2 separate regions of the Anser cygnoides genome follow, and region 1 is linked to region 2. The links are chromatin contacts, called in public Hi-C maps. All regions are on one chromosome and are shown on one strand. The core of a region is the stretch at or near the end of the contact, and the rest is flanking DNA. Distances in the headings are between cores, read along the strand shown.

What was found. A called contact is a pair of places that touch in the nucleus more often than the background predicts.
Region 1: a Hi-C map of liver shows a contact between it and region 2, with 5 times the contacts expected there. The contact joins the promoter of RAB1A here to the enhancer-like site in region 2. A contact is called at or near these places in 2 of 7 Hi-C or Micro-C datasets (both in liver).

The regions. Positions count from the first base shown.
Region 1 is chr3:847,468-850,167 of Taihu_goose_T2T_genome, reverse strand. RAB1A (RAB1A, member RAS oncogene family) reads left to right here and starts at 1,258. Exons shown (of 6, transcript XM_048060753.2): 1 at 1,258-1,513. The coding sequence starts at 1,491.
Region 2 is chr3:606,328-609,027 of Taihu_goose_T2T_genome, reverse strand. All of the region lies in intron 3 of AFTPH (aftiphilin), which reads right to left. Among named protein-coding and RNA genes, the nearest start is that of AFTPH, 19 kb to the right of the region's middle. Within about 2 kb of position 1,422, at least 1 of the 3 cell types and tissues checked has open chromatin away from gene starts, as enhancers often do. A contact at or near this core is called in liver, where this site is marked.

The sequences.
Region 1 (2,700 bases), core at 9-2,508, 240 kb before region 2:
GAAGTCAGTTTGTGAACAGATTAATATCTGGATTGCTGCAGTAACACTTTTCAGCTTGCCACGTGAAGATGACATAAGCACTACACACACTTCTTTGCCTGCCTAGGATGTTTCGGTGACGTGGTAGTCTTCTTGCGGACTCTTTCTCCCATCCTTTGAGCCGGCTGGAAGATAAACTTTGGTCAATATGTTACACTATGCCCTTTGTAATGAAATAACATCAGATAATATGTGTTTAGTGGGGATTTAAATTCCTGAGCTGATTACCAGGAGCTGTTAAGACGTGTAAGGTTTAGCAGTCCCCTGTGTACGATTCTAGAACGACGACGTACAGTATTTCAGTGACGTGCTCCTTCTGATGGCGTTTGAAAGGGCAGGACTTTGTTAGGAATACACTTGAAAGCGTAAGCAACCGAAAATACCAGTGACACAACTTGATGGTTAGTAGGAATTTAAGTGAAAACTAGAAAACTAAGCTCCTAAATTCTGAGTTCTTCTAGGTTTAATGAGACTTTTGCTTGGAGGTATCAGGAGTATGACAGGGTCGCCATCCCTTTGCTTCCTAGGAGGAAAACGAGTGTAGTAGTGTTTAATGCACCCGAAGGACGGTATGTGACTGAATAATGCTTGGAAACCGCTTTAGATAACAGATGTAATGGTTGTTGTGTGGAAAGGGACTGATCCTTATTACTGGGGGGGGCGCAGAGTATGATTTCATGAGGTGATTTCATGAGGTGATTTCGTGAGGTGATGTCATTTTTTTTTTTAATTTATTTCGGCGTGCAGGCAGCTGGCCCCGCCAGGCACGGCACAGCCGGGCCGGCAGCGAGGCCTTGCGGGCTCCGCGCCCCTCAGAGCCGAGTCCCCAGGCCCAGGCCGCGGCCGTGCCCGGGCCCGGCCGGGTGGGGAGGGCGCTGGCCCCGCCCCTCGGCGCTTAAGCCCCGCCCCCTCCGCCCGCCCCGCGACTCGCCCGGGCTGCCACGTCTGCCCGCTGACGTCACCCCCGGCCGGCCCCTCCCCGGCCAATCCGCTGCGCCCACTGCCGCGCCGAGCCGACGGGGCCGAGGGAAGAAAGGCCGGCCGACGCGCATGCGCCGCCGCCGCCGCGGGGGCCGCCGGGAGAGCGAGTCCCGCAGAGCGGGGCGCGGCCGGCCGCGGGCGCGGGGCGGCGGGCGTGGCGCGGACTCGGTTTCCCGGCATGCCCCGCCGCCTCCCCCCGGCCATGTAAGCGCTGCTGGTCGAGCGGCCGCCCCGTTTCCTGGTCGGGCAGCGGCGGCCATTTTGGGCTGAGGAGCGAGCGCGGAGGCCGCGGAGCGGAGCGGGGCCGGGCGGAGGGGGCAGGCCGGGCCGAGCCGAGCCGGGCGCAGGCGGCAGCCCTCGCACCCCCTGCATCCGCGGAGCGCCCGCCTGGGCGGCGGCAGGTGCCAGGCCGCCAGCGCCCTCCCCTCGCAGCGCCCTACGCCGTCCCTCGGGCCGCGGGCCCCACGGACATGTCCAGCATGAACCCCGAGTAGTGAGTGCGGGGCGGGGGGGGTAAGGGCGACGGGGCCGGGGGGCTGGGGGGCACAGCGGAGCCGGGGGGAGGCCCCCCGGGCCTTGGCGGTGGGGAGAGCCCCCGGGTGCCCCCCCCGGTGCCGCCCTCCTGGGGGGGACCCGAAGGGTGTGGGCGCCTCGCCCTGCCCCGGGGCTGCCCCCCCGGTGAGCCCCGCCTGGGGGGAGCGGCGGGGGGGGGCAGCCGGGAGAAACAGCCCCTCTCCGCGGGGGCTGCGCGCCCCGGCCCGCTGGCAGGCTGGGCAGGCGGAGGTCCGCCCTGCCCCGCTCCGGCTGCGAGTCATGTGTGTGTCACATGGCGCTTGCAAAACACTCGGGGCCTCCGTGGGTTTTGCAACGCTCCGGCTGGGTCATGGAGCAAGTGATCTTCGGGGTTGGCCTCAGCCGAAACAGGAGCTGCCTGGAGAGCCTGGTGATGGCGCGGGGCTGTGGTTTTCTCTGGAGGGTCGTGGTGCGAGGGTGGCCTTGTCCTCGGCAGTGGGGATGGCTGAGGGCTCTGGGCAGTGGTTGTCCGGGGCCTGGCAGCAGTAAGAGCAGCGGCATGCCCACCAGGGTGTTGGGGACACCAAACCTCAGCTCCCTCATCTTTTTTTTGAGGGACTCGGGATTCATTTAAATCACGCTTTAAAGCCAGCCACTTTACTGTCACTACTTCAGTGCCAAAGAGTGGTTTTAGGATTCTTTCATCTGTGCTGGCACTCCGGTTTGGGATGACAAAGCTGCCGTGCCCTCTAATGCAACTGAAGTGGTTTTGCTCTTGAGCCCCATGTGTGGTATGACATTACTGCTCTAGATCCCACCATCACTTTATGGGTGACACTCAACCAACTTTTGTCCTCAGACCTTGTCTTCCCACGCAGCTGTGGCTGCTGGTGTGCATGGTCACGGCTTTTATGCTCCCTGTGTATGGCAGTGTGACTGCAGGCACTCTGTGCCCATTAAATTCACCTGGAGAGTGAGCAGGAATAGAAGGCGAAGTAATCATCAGCTAGCTCCAGATAGTTGCTGAAAACTGAGAGGTTCAGCCAGGAACTCAAGTTACATCTTGGCAAGATTACATAACAGGTTTGCTGGTATGGCTTCTGGAAGCACTAAAACAGTAGCTGGATGTAACCAGTGGATAAACAACAATTTGTTGGTTGGTGCCTT
Region 2 (2,700 bases), core at 173-2,672:
GAATTACAGCCACAGGATTAGAATATATCTCCTGGGCTGTACGAACAGGGGGACAAGATCAGCCCTCTGAGCTGAAAGGCCAAAGTTCTCGGTTTATAAAATTTGTTTTTCCTCTTATTCTTCATCACAAGACTACAGAATCACTGCATTCCTTCAGCAACACTATCCTGGACTCTACTTGGCCACGCTAAATCCACCCCAGCTGTCTGCACATGAACTCAGCAGAGACGGGTCACTGTTGCTCTTCAGAGCTGTGAAAAAAAGAGGTGCTGAAGCTTGCCATAAAGACAATATTTTTGGGCTACACTACATAAAAGGTCCATGTGAATTGAAGCTTTCACCACTGAACTACTATAATGCTTCCCTGGGTGAAGTTTCAGGGAACTCTGTGCACAGGGGGTAAAAAAAAAAAAAAGATGTCTTGCTTCTGTCTGTGGTGCCAGTCACACATCAGCACACGACAGCTCATCCAGTGAGCGACCCCCATGCCGTAAGCTATGGAGCAGAGCGGCGCTTTGTGCCTCCTGCCTCCCCTCTCTCCACTGGAGGAGGCAGCCCCATTTCTCAGCACAACCCCTCCTTTACCCCACCTGGCTCTTGCTCGAAGTCCAGGGCAGCCTGCTGTCCCCTGAAGGGGGAGGGTGAGAAGTGGAGCATCCCTTCAGCCCCCTTCTCCTGCTACAGGGGAAAAGAGGATACAGAGGAAGAAACTCTCAGGCTCTGGGCTGTTTGTGTCTACTGAACGCACAACCAGGAGACCTAAGAATAAATAAAAACAGTGTAAAAGTTGCAGTACATTAGTCAGAAAAATGAGATATTCCACATTTATCTGGCAGAAGAACATAAGAAAGGAGACAGAAATGGGCATTTGAAGGAATGCTAAAAGTATAATTTACAGATGGACTGAAATGATAGAGGCATGACCAGCCTCCAGAATGCAGAAGTTCGGTGAAGGCTCTCTCAAAAAAAAAAAAAAAAGGCAGATCAAAGATCAGGGGCCAGAAGCCAAGAAAAGAAACTGATTAACCAGAGAGATCTTATTTGATATTACACACCCACTGTTCTGAGAGGGCCTCTTACAAGAATTTACGGCCATTTCAATATTATGTAGACATTTAGTGAGAAACTCCCTTTGCTGTGTTTTGTAATACCCAAACAATATTTTCATCAACACATTCGCCGCTGTGTAACTAACTCACTGTATACTTCCGTAACTTCATCACCTTTTTAAGAGCTAACCTACAGGACCACACAGTTAAAATCCATTTTTTTAGCTCCACCACTTTAACGGCTACAAATCACCAAAGGATCCAAACCCACCAACTTCAGAGGGTCTCGAGGTCTTCTGGGCTCAAGCACTAAGAAACAGACATGAACAGTTAACTAAGCACACATAAACAACCAAACCACTAAGTTCCCAGTTACATAGGGGCAGTTTTTTAATTTGGAACAGTTTACGGACTGCAACTGCTTAAATTAAAAACCACTTGGTCTTCCACATAGCAACATTTATTTCTCCAATGTGCAGGCTGTGCTTAGCAAACAGAGCACCTTCGCCAAGCAATGGGAGAAGCGCTGCAGGCACAACAACCGAGCCAAGAGGAGAAGCAAAGCTAGCATAGAACACCAGCTTCACTTCTCACGATCCCAGCGTGTTTCTTCTCCCCATTCTCCTCTTAAAAAGAAGTTCATTTTAACACAGCGCCATAAATTTCTTAGAGGTTGGGGAAAAAAAAAAAAGTGTTTCATTCTTATTTATCCGCATTTATTTCTGCGGATATTTTATAATGGAAACAATGGTCCTAAACCAAGAGTTACAAGGCAGCAAGGATGCTATTTAGTTATGCAATCAAGTGGTGTCTTTTATTGCTTGATGCAAGAGAGTTATAAACCACAGGCAAGTTAAGTGTAGAAATGTGAAGCTGTCTCCCTTCTTTGGCTGGAAGGCTCATCCATTTATTCTCCCTCAGCTGGAGAGTATCAAATCTTGTGTCTTCCATGCAGGTAAAATGAAGTTTAATAGTTACCTCACTAGACCACATAAAACTTACTTCCCATTTCAGTCATGCTATTATTATCTAGCGGTGGTGTACTGATTTTTCAGCCAGGCTCTGAGAGGAAGTATGGTAGACAAAACTTACGTGTACAAGATGGAAAATAACTTTTAAAAGACTGTGGCATATGAACAGAAATGCTACACCAGTTCTTCCTCCCAAGCTATTTTCTGTTGTAAGATCCCCTTAGCCAGCCTGTTCTGAATTACAGCAATTATGAGATACTTTTAATGGTCTGTTTTGGTCTGTTATTCAGCTGAACATCCTTAAAAACTATGCTATGAACATAAAAAAGCCTTTCCAGACAGATAAGTTTATACTGCAAGTTGTTACCCAACTGTCTGAACTTAATTTAGCCAACAGTACCCTAATTTATCTTAGTGAACAGGGAGTCTGAAGTCTTTATGGCCGTAGCTACGTTTTTTCCAAGAGGATGACTATTCATTCATTGCCCAAGAAGTGCTCTCAACATGACAGTGATGCAGGGTTTTCTTTGTCTTGATGCACACTTGCAGCTCAGGAGCTGTACATCATCCACTCTGATTAATCTGAAGAGGTCGAGCTTCGGCACACAGGCTCTCTGATAAGCAGAGGATCTGAAAAGCTGCTTGAAGGGTTGTTTATATTTCCCTTTCTCCCGTTTCCA